Linked DNA regions of Mus musculus: region 2 is linked to region 1. A link is a contact called in public Hi-C data. All regions are on one chromosome and are shown on one strand. Each heading gives the region's core, a stretch centred on a gene start, on an enhancer-like site or on the middle of the called end of the contact. The rest is flanking DNA. Distances are from core to core; before and after follow the strand shown. Region 1 has its middle 88 kb from the start of Gm33944. Region 2 overlaps Gm34265 (a long non-coding RNA gene).

The links. A called contact is a pair of places that touch in the nucleus more often than the background predicts.
Region 2: a Hi-C map of uterus shows a contact between it and region 1, with 8 times the contacts expected there. The contact joins two enhancer-like sites. A contact is called at or near these places in 37 of 484 Hi-C or Micro-C datasets (the 3T3-L1 cell line, the AML12 cell line, B cells and 26 more) and 2 of 115 datasets of contacts at active chromatin or transcription factors (PVALB interneurons and neural progenitor cells).

The regions. Positions count from the first base shown.
Region 1 is chr17:81,193,697-81,199,320 of GRCm38.p6, reverse strand. No RefSeq gene overlaps it. Among named protein-coding and RNA genes, the nearest start is that of Gm33944, 88 kb to the left of the region's middle. Within about 2 kb of position 1,785, at least 1 of the 459 cell types and tissues checked has an H3K27ac peak or open chromatin away from gene starts, as enhancers often do. A contact at or near this core is called in uterus, where this site is marked.
Region 2 is chr17:82,873,467-82,879,085 of GRCm38.p6, reverse strand. All of the region lies in intron 4 of Gm34265 (a long non-coding RNA gene), which reads left to right. The region is part of intron 1 of Gm41629 (a long non-coding RNA gene); the gene reads right to left. Among named protein-coding and RNA genes, the nearest start is that of Gm41629, 4.4 kb to the right of the region's middle. Within about 2 kb of position 1,600, at least 3 of the 459 cell types and tissues checked have an H3K27ac peak or open chromatin away from gene starts, as enhancers often do. A contact at or near this core is called in uterus, where this site is marked.

The DNA.
Region 1 (5,624 bases), core at 536-3,035:
AAATAAATAAATAAATCTTTTACTGACCGATCTAAACCCAGTCTTCCCTCATCTGAAGTCAGCATGAATGTCAAGCATCTAAGACATGGCTCAGATGATGGGACATCATCCCAAGACATTTGGTTGCTTGACACTTTCCAAGGTAGAGGACAACCAGAGGACAAGTAAAATACCGCCCCCCCACTGATTGCCCCAGATCTCTATATAGCTTCACCTCTTTTATTATTAAAATAACATAGGGTGCTGGGGAGATGACTCAGTCAGTAAGCCACTTTCGTTACAACACAAAGACCTGACTTTGATCCCAGAACCCACATAAAAAAGCTGGATACTAACTAGCAAGATAACTTAGTAGGTTAAGACCCTCCACCCAGTCTTGATGACCTAAATCCCCTAGACCCACATGGTAGAAGGAAAGAACCAACCCCCATATTTGTCCTCTCACCTCTCCAACACACACACACACTAAAGTAATAAAATGTAATATTATTATTTTTAAAGAAGTTGGATGTGCCGGCACAGGTTTGTAATCCCAGTACTGAGAAAGGAGAGACAGACACATGGATCTTGGGAGCTTGTTGGCCAGCTAACCTAGACTATTTGTCACAAAAGCAAAGTGGAAAGTGTGTTAAGGAATGACATAAGAAGTTGACTTCTGCCCTCCTCATGCATGCATTTACATGCAAGCACACTTGCTTGAATGCAAACAAACAACACACAAAAGAATATGGCATCCATTTTTTAATTCATTTATTTATTTTTATTTATATGAGTACATTGTCTTTAGACACACCAGAAGAGAAGATTGGGTGTCATTACAGATGGTTGTAAGCCACCACATGGCTGCTGGGAATTGAACTCAGGACCTCTGGAAGAGCAGTCAGTGCTCTTAACCGCTGAGATATCTCTCCAGCCCATGGTATCCATTTTTAATGCTGACATTTGTATCTTTTAATTTTTGTCATCATCCACAGAGTCCAGAGCAGTGCTAGACACATGGGTGTCCAATCAGCACGTGTGAGATGAAAGTGTGTTATGGCTAAGTAAAGGCTGCTTTTCCTCTCTTGGAAAGCAGCATGGATACACTTCTCCCTAATCCTCTGAATAAATATAACTATTAATAAACTCTCTGATCATTTTCTAGTTAAAATTTAAAAATCCATAGAAAGAAGGAGATATTCTGAAAGATGGAGATAAGACAGCTGACCTGGGAGCTTAGAACACAAAGAATAAAGCATAGGAAATCCTTTTGTTTCCTTTTAACCTCCTGTATCCCAGACTTAGAGCTAAAGAAGTTGACCACTTAGATAGAAATGCTAAGATGTTCGCAAAAGCAGCTTCAACGAAAGCTTGTTCCTCTTCCCAGATGGCCAGGGAAGAATACGAACAATATGCAAAACCTGTTGGTGTTACCCACCCCACTCCAGCTAAAAAGGGCGGAGAAAGCTTTACAGTCTTCCCATCACCCAAGTCAGCAAAGGCTAAACGTGAAGTTTAGACCAACATTCCCAATGAAACAGAAACAGCCAGCAGACCGACCCAAGGCTGGTCTAAAGGGGTCAGCAGAGCCGTACAGAGGAGTAACAAACCACTGTTCTTCCAATGGTGTGAGAGGAACATCAGCTGTGGCGTGCATGCAGACTTTCATTCCCGAACATCAGTAGTAAAGCAACCTGTTCCCTCCCCACTAGAGGAAGTAATCAGAGATCTAATAAAGACTCAATGATTGCATCACCTCCTAGCAATAACACGGACAGCCCCACCTCAGTGTCAGCAGAGCACCCCTATTCCAGGTCCTATAAATAAAACCAAGCCTTAGCAAGTAACCAGGGACCTCCATCTCTCTTGAGACAAGGGAGGGGAAACAGGATAGATTTTTGTGCCCTCCAAGTATTACTGAGACTGTGCCCTATACTGTCTGTGCCACAGACCTGCCAAAAGGAATGTCCTATGACAGAAGATTCAAACAATCATGAAATAACAACCACAATCAATCCAAGTCTTGATAAAAATTAACCTCACATAAGAACATAAACATTAATGGGAAAAGATAAATAGATGGCTGGGTTGTGAGAACTGAATAACAAAGATTTTATTTTTAAAAAAATCATAAAAATGTCCCAATAAGTTACAATCCTACAAAAACAAAGAAGTAACAGGCAGAAAACAAGAAATAAAACTTAAAAATAGAAAAAAAAAACCCTAATTCTCCATGTTAGAGGCAGTAGCTCATCTCCAAATGAAGCTAAAGAAGAAAGAGAAAAGATTTAGTGAACAGGAAACCAGAACAATAAAGATGTCCCAGAACTTTGGCCTCTGTCTGTTACTCTGACAAAACATTGGAGGAAGACTAACTCTATAAAGAAAAGAGGTTTATTTGGCTCAGAAGTTCAAAGGCCTGCTGGGTATAACTTTGGCTCTGGTGAGGGGCTTACATATATGAAAAAAAGAAAATGTATCTCAAAGCATGGAACCTCATCCCATAGATTCTATAGATAGATAGTTCTGTCAGTGGTGACAGAACTGCTCAGAAAACCAGCCAGCACACAGAACTCATCAGCTCTACAAACAGCTTCTAATCCACAGGTACAGACCACGCATCTGAACACCAGCAGAATATATGTTCTTTCCAGGCAACCACATGGCATATATCAAGGGCGGCCATTAAACAATCACGAATCACAATGAAATCAAATTAGCAAGCAATAACAAGGTTATAGAAAATAACAAAATTCTAACGACTAACTTCTAAGTGTGCTTATAAATTACCCAAGGGATAAATACGAAGTAACAGAGAAAACATGTCCAAATTTTGGGGAGAAAACTAAATCCCCATGAAGAACATAGCACTAAACGCATGAATTAGCATAAAGAAAAATGTCTCCTGTCAGTAATGCAAGCACATATCTCAAAATAGAATTAAAATAAAAAAAAGAAGAAAACCAGCAAAACCAATCTGATTTGAGAACAGGGAAGAAAATAGAAAAGATAAGATTATAAATAAGTGACATTGAAAAAGAAAAATAGCAGTAAAAAATTAATTGAAATGTTGTTCTTTTTAAAGACCAGTATAATCATCAAACTTTGAGGAAGTCTAATAAAGAAAAAGAGGGGATGCAAGTCTCCAACGTCAGGAATGATACAGACAACACCACAGAGTCTGCAGACACGAGACAGACCTGAGAGGATACTATGACTATTTCTGTGTGCATATTCTTTGCTGACATGAAATGGATCAGTTCCTCAAAACACAAGTTGCCACAACTCACTGAGGATAAAATATAAAACTTAAAAAAAAACTGTAATTATTTAAAATACCTGATTCATATTTTGAATTCCTTCTCCCAAATTTTGAGAATGGGATGCTTGCAATGTAGAATTCCATCAAGGAATCAATACTAACTCAGTGCAACACCTCATTTAAAAAAAAAAAGAGGACTGAGAGAGTTGCTCAGGCATGGAGTGCTTACCCAGCATGCAAGAGGCCCCAGGTTTAACCCCCAGTGCCAAAAAGTAAAAATATAAATTACCAAGCATGATGATAAAGATGTGCAACCCCAGGAGGCTGAGACAGGAAGATCACAAGTTTGGGACCAAACTTGACTACACTATATCACATGTCCAAAATAATAATAATAATAATAATAATTGTTGTTATTATTATTATTAATTTCCACTTCAGTATTTTCCTGATAGCAAAGGGCAGTATTTTCCTGATAGCAAAACTACACAAAACTGAGGAAGGGAAGAGGGAGAGAAAGCCTAAACCCATGTTCATCACATATATAGATATCAAAAATTCTTCAAAGTATAACAGCAGATAACAATATGTTTAAAATTTTTATATGCCATGAGTAAGGAAAATTATGTCCATGGGTAGGATAATATCTATATGCAGGAATAATACAAGGGACTTCTGCTCTTACCACAGTGACTCATTTTATTTTATATTATGTCATGAAATAAAGCCAGAAATATAAGTTAAAGGGATATAAAGTGGAAAGGAAGCAGTGTATTATTCCTGGTTATAAATAAGTGATTGTCTTTGTAAGAAGAAAGAAAGAAAGAAAGAAAGAAAGAAAGAAAGAAAGAAAGAGAGAGAGAGAGAGAGAGAGAGAGAGAGAGAGAGGGAGGGAGGGAGGGAGGGAGGGAGGGAGGGAGGGAGGGAGGGAGGGAGGGAGGGGAGAGAGAGAGGGAGAGAGAGAAAGGGAGAGAGAGAAAGGGAGAGAGAGAAAAGAAGGAAGGAAGGAAGGAAGGAAGGAAGGAAGGAAGGAAGGAAGGAAGGAAGGAAGGAAAGAAGGGAGCCAACATGGCTATAAAAAATTAAAACCCTTTAAGAGCTAATAAGTGTCTTTCAAAGTCATAGAATCTCAACATAAAAATAAATTATATCCATTATACTAACAAACACAACACCAGTGACTACTATCTAACAGAACCAACGAAGAAATTCAAAGATGCAAACCTAACAAACCATGATAGAACTTGGGAACCAAAATTGCTCCAGGACGAGCAAAGCACTGAGAGCTGTAAATAAATGGGAAAATAAGTGATGTTCGTGGATGACCTCGGAGATACTATTCTTCCCAAATAGACAGGTTTGCTTGAATGTCAAAGTCCTAACAATACTTTTATGCATGTAGACATTCTAAATTTTATGTAGAAAGGTAAAATGATTACCATAGCTATTACAATTCATAAAATAACAAACTTAAAGGGACTTGGTCTGATTTCAAAATTATTACAGTACCAGAAGGATGTAGTACTGGGAGAGAAACAGGAATAGCAACATTCCTGTCAAGGTATGGTACTGCGGTTGTACAAGATGTTGCTCCTGTAATGAGCTGGGTAGAGGATCCGTGGACTTCCTCCTCAGCATCTCTTGCAGCTTCCTGTCAAGCTTTGATTTTGAGAAACCAATCTCAAGTTTAAAAATAAAGTGACATTCTTCACAAGATATCGCGCATAAAAATTTAAACGAAAATATTCTTTCTTGGTATGCTTTTCAATATCGTTTCCTGGATACTGTTCTAGTCTGAAGGTCTGGGCGGGGCAGTGCTAGAAGCAGCCTGGAGATTGAAGAGTCCGGAAGGGAAACCACACATGTAGCTCATCCTGGACTCGGTCAGTTGAGTGGTTGCAGGTGCAACTCAGCCCCAGCTCCACCAGCAAAGCAAGAAAGTGATTAAAACCACATGAGGACTTTATGTTACTGTATATATTAAAGGCCATGAGGACAGCATCCCCAGCTACCCCACAGCATCAAACAAAGATAACAAGAATAACCTCTGCGGCAGTGCCCCGGAAACATGACGAGTGAAAAGCTAACCTGTGTGAAGATAAAGGAAAGGTGTTTGCACTGGAAAACTTCAGATTCCTGCAGTTTGCAATGGAAAGTGAAATTGGTGAAGTGAAAAGGAAAAAATCCTTTCTAATCCCTCAAGTGCCAGTGGATCTGGAGCCTGAAATACCCATCCCACAATGCCAGCCACCAGGACTGAAGGATTCCCTTCAAAATGCATGTTGCCGGTAACACAGAAGGGTCCAATTCCGATCGCGTAGTATCTCCTGTAATGCAAAGCCACTGCATCAAGTCATTGTATATATCATAATTCTGCAATAGT
Region 2 (5,619 bases), core at 351-2,850, 1.7 Mb before region 1:
GAATGCCCCAGTTCTTCACTCTTCCCAGGATAGGCGCCGCGTCAATGTGATTTGATAGCCAATAGGCCACTTTCAGTCTGGGCTGGCCTTGTGACTTGTTTTAAGTAATAGAATGTAGTGTAACTAATGTGCCAGACTCTGACCCAAGGACAAAGGAGGAAGTCATGCTTTCTTTCTCAGGACCCCTGATTTTCTGTACTGGGGCCAGCTTAGCCTAGCCTGTCCAGATGGGGAACTACATGGAGCACAGACAGCCATTGCAGTGAGCCTACCACATATCAGCCAAGATGCCGATAACTATCTCCACCACACCCCCAAGCCCAACAAAAGCCCATGACTCGTTAAGCTACTTAGACATAGAAGTGGTAAATTAGTTGTTTTTTTCTTTCTGACATTAAGTCATTGTGAGAGAAAGCTAAAAAACCACCTTTTGGTGACTCCAGAAAGCATGATAATCATTGTTGCAGAGAAGGTGGGTGGCTTCAATTCAGTGCCTTTGTAGTTGGTGAAAACCTAGGGGTCTGGCATCCACTAGTTGTAGAAACTGGGGCTGATTGAGTTTTCAGAACTGGTTCCTATAGCTAGAAAGTGATATAATAGAATTTCCCTTGCAGAGTCACTCTGAAGATTACAGTAGCTAAGCCGTGTAAAGGGCTAAGTTCATGTAAACACTGTAAATTTGAGCTCTTACAATGATAGCGATATCAAGAATTACTCAAGGTTTCATGTTTGGGAGTCAGGGACCAAGTCTTCAAGTTAGTTTTGAAAGCAGGGTTCCTGATTCCTGACTAAGACAGTTGTTATTTCCCTCTCCTTCCCATTTCTGCTTTCTGATCTCATCTGAGAGCTTATTTTAAGTTTCTAACTCACCAGCAGGCTGTTCTAGTTCATAAGACCTTCTAAAAAAGTTAAAGTGAGCTGAAGTGCAATGAGTTATCTGATTCAAGATTTATTAGGGAGAAGGCAGAATATTCTTATAGGAAAACAATGGGCCTATCATCCCGTAGTTGCCCGTAAAACCAGAACCGTCTCCCACACAGATCTCTTAGGCATGAAGAAAGCTTGCTAGACAGAAATCTGAATAGCTGGGCTCAAAGGCAGAGGAACTTCTAAATATAGAAGTTAGCAATGTCTGATGACACTGTGACCCCACAGGTATTTTCACAAAGTGAATGTTTTGATGCATATTCTAGGATTCAGAAAACAAAAACAAAAAACAAACAAAAGAACAACAGCCCACTAATAGTGCTTTGCTCCTGAAGCATTTTCTCTTTATCCTGCAGGAAGATTCTTTTCATGCCATAGTCAGCTCTCATTTGCCTGCCTCTGCCTACTTGAGGCTACATCTTCATTCTTGTGCTTTTACTTTCTTGAAAGGAAGGGAGCTCCGGGGAGCAAGCTTCTTAGTCTAGTTTGACCCACTGTGCCCATTTGTTCAGTACAATGCTTTGTTCAGATGGGGTTTCTTCACCAGCTCCTCATCAGCCAGAAGGCTTTCTGTCCAGTGCTTAGGGGTGTGTTGGTCAGCAAGCATTGCTCGTGGAAGAGCGTTAGGTACAGATGTTCTTGGGAAGAGATCTGTGTGTCCCACTGTCTAAACTTCCCCAAAGAAGGGAAATATATATCAAGATTATTTGTGGAAACAATTACTCAGTGCTGTTGGCTGCATCAGAATGTCTCTTAAGTAAGATTTGGAAGCCTGCTATTAATCAAGTTGCCTTGGGAAAGATCACCACTTCCCTCAGGATCCCGCTTTTAGCAGCAAAAAGCAGATGTTTTTCTAGATAAGAAACAAGCATTTTCAACGAAGCATGCCGAGTTTAGTCATCGAGAAACAGGGAATCTAATGTACGCACACGGTTGTGCTCCCCCCCCCCCGGATTATTCCCTCCAATCAAGCTAACAAGACCTGGTTGCCCGCTTTCTGGGGTTGCTGGAATTTCTCTTTTGGATCAAGATTTTCTATCATTTCTAGCTTCAACCTAGTTTAACCATGAAAAGCCTAATGATTTAACCTGGGTATAATTCTATGCCTGTTTTAAATAAATCAGTGATTGTGGACATGCAAGCATACTTTTTGAAAACATGCCCACTTATGTTATCCTTTTAGAATTTCTACTTCTTTGAGAAGTTTATTTTGTGAGTATTGGTGCTTTGACTCAAATATATTCATGCACCATGCATATACTTAGAACCTGTGGAATCCAGGAGAGGGCATCCAATTTCTTGTAACTAGAGTTATTATAGACAGTTATTAGCTGCCACATGGGTGCTGGGAATAGAATCTAGGTCCTCTGGCAGAATAGCCAGTGCTCTTAAGTTCTGAGCTATCTTCCTAACCCTGAACTGTCCACTGCTTTATATAATCTTTGACATTCCATTAAGTAGCAAACCAAATGATATTTTGAATTAAAAATGTCTTAAATTCTACTTGTATTTTATGAAAATGACAAGTCTAAAGAAGATCACTCATTCAGTTTGTAGCATAAAAACAAGATTTTTGCCTGTTTGATATTTGCCTTTCCCACATGATTGTTAAGGCAGAGACTCTCATAGCAAAGAGAAGGATATATAGCCAGGCAATGAACCCTCCCATCCTTTAGCAGCAGGGAGACTTAAATCCTTGAAGTCAGCATTGGGTGGTACTGTGAGGGTGACTTAGGCTGTACACTCTATGGTGCAGTCCTTCAGGTGTTCCATTTGATGACTTTCATGGTTGACCTCTTCTAGAAGAGCTCTCATCACCAGAAAAGAGAACAAACCCGTGTGGTACAGCACATTTTATTATAAATGCTGTCATTAGCTACTTAATCCCTTTCTCTGCAAAGCCCCATTAGTGGTGTGAGCACAGGCAGTGAAACAACCTGAAAGTTGACTCAAGGGTAAATCTCAAGGTCTCTAATGTACACTTTCCACAGTCCGTTGGTAGAACCATGTTGCCCTGCCTCTGCCTGCTAATGTCCTTTCTGTTTAGTGACCGTAGAGCAATAGGCCTCAAGCTGTGGGTTGCATCTCTCACTGGGGTGGGTTCAACTATCTTTCAAAGGAGTCAATCCTCCATTGCTGGTGGGATTGCAAGCTTGTACAACTACTCTGGAAATCAGTTTGGTGGTTCCTCAGAAAACTGGATATAGTACTACCAGTAGATCCAGCGATACCTCTCCTGGGCATATACCCAGAAGATGTTCCAACTGTTAATAAGGACACATGATCCACTATGTTCATAGCAGCCCTATTTATAATAGCCAGAAGCTGGAAAGAACCCAGATGTCCCTCAACAGAGGAATGGATACAGAAAATGTGGTACATTTACACAGTGGAGTACTACTCAGCTATTAAAAACAATGAATTTATGAAATTCTTGGGCAAATGGATGTATCTGGAGGATATCATCCTGAGTGAGATAACCCAATCACAAAAAAGTCACTTGATATGCACTCACTGATAAATGGATATTAGCCCAGAAAGCTAGAATACCCAAGATATAACTTCTAAAACACAAGAAAATCAAGAAGGAAGACCAACTCATGGATACTTCATTCCTCCCTAGAATAGGGAATAAAATATCCATGGAAGGAGTTGCAGACACAAAGTTTGGAGCTAAGACAAAAAGATGGACTATCCAGAGACTGCCCCACAGGGGTCCATCCCATAATCAGCCACTAAACGCAGACACTATTGCATATGCCAGCAAGATTTTGCTGAAAGGGCCCTGATATAGCTGTCTCCTGTGAAGCTTTGCCAGTGCCTGGCAAATACAGAAGTGGATGCTCATAGTCATCTATAGGATGGAACACAGGACCCCCAATGTAGGAGCTAGAGAAAGTACCCAAGAGTTGAAGGGGTCTGCAACCCTATAGGTGGAACAACAATATGAACTAATCAGTATTCCCTGAACTTGTGTCTCTAGCTGCATATGTAGCAGAAGAAGGCCTAGTTGGCCATCATTGGGAAGAGAGGCTCCTTGGTCTAGTAAACTTTATATGCCCCAGTACAAGGGAAAGCCAGGGCCAAGAAGTGGGAGTGAGTGGGTAGGGGAGCAGAGCGGGGGGAGGGTATAGGGGACTTTTGGGATAGCATTTGAAATGTAAATGAAGAAAATATCTAATAAAAAAAGAAAAAAAGGAGTCACCTAAGACCATCAGAAAATGCAGACATTGACATTATGATTCATAAAAGTAGTACAATTACATTCTTAAAGAAGCAAAGGAGAATACTTTATGGCTGGGGGGAGGGGCTCACCATAATATGAAGTATTGTACTAAAAGGTCACAGCATTAGGAAGGCTGAGAACCAGTAGTGTAGAGACACCATAAACTTGAGAATAGGGCCATCATACATCTTTATCCTCTACCCCAATGTCCCAGTTGGCTTTGAACTTGATACGTATGATGCTTGTCACTAAATCTAATCATAGTTCAGTGGAGTGGTGTAAAAGTATGGGGCTTTTACATGCCTGCCCTTGCTCTGAAATATTGACACAGGGACCTGGTATATTTATCAAAAGCCTCAGGGACTAAGCTGAGCAGACTCTGATGTATTCTAACCTGACTATGCTGGCTTGGCCTGCTTCCCAGTCTACTTTCTAGCCACGTGTCCAGTTACCTGTTATGTTGGTCTCACCCTGGCATCCTTCCTTCTTGTTCTTATGATGAGTCCTCCGTCCCATCTGAGACCTTCTGCCTCTCTCAGGGCATGAAAGTCCTGCCTTATACTCTTCTATCCAGCTATGGGGGAAAAGGTCTTTATTAAGCAATCAGAAGATGATGGAGAGCAATGTTTTATAAAATACGGAGTTAGGAAATGCTTTATAGTCATGATAATTTCAAGTCCAGCCTACAACCAGATCTCTAGGTACAGAAATCAGCATTTAAATACAAAGTGCACAAAAGCACCTGCCAACAGGGTGGGGATTGTCGATCTCTGACTGGACTTAGCTTGGCCGTGGGGCTGTCCCAAACTTCCTTTTCACCACTTTTAACAAGACTGCTTCTTGGAATGAGTTGAGGCTGTAGATACAGGAGTTCACATGTCCTGCAGAATGTCCTTGTGAGTGTCCTCTTGTGACAGCTTGCCATGCTTTTTCTTCATAAAGTGAAAACTAAACAAAATCTAAAACACACGACCCTGTATGCATATAAATTAATTTCAGGATAAAATGTCAACTGTCGTGTTATAGATGGAAACCTGAGCATGTTTCACTGTGCAGTTGAGCTTTCTCTCTGTGCCAGTGCCTCACTGGGTGTTAATGAATCAGGTCCCTCTTCCCTGGTGCGCAGGGACACTCTGCTTCTCATTGTCCCCGGTAGTTATTTTGGGGGCCATGTCCTGGGTTTTGTCCCATGCAATGTGAGATATCAAAGTCATTATAATTTTTAATTAAAAAGGAAAAAAGAGTGATACACATTTGCTTACATGATGTAGCTATTTTAATTTTAAAAGTAGAGTAAGAAATTAAAAATAACATGGGAAGTTGGCAAATTTAAAGCAATGAAATTAATTCTAAAGGAAATTGCCTTATACCTGAGATGGTTAGGAAGAAAAACTTAAAGGCAGGAGATGCTAAGGTCAGGCAGATGGAACACTAGGAAATAACCTTTCAAAACGCATCTGAGACTC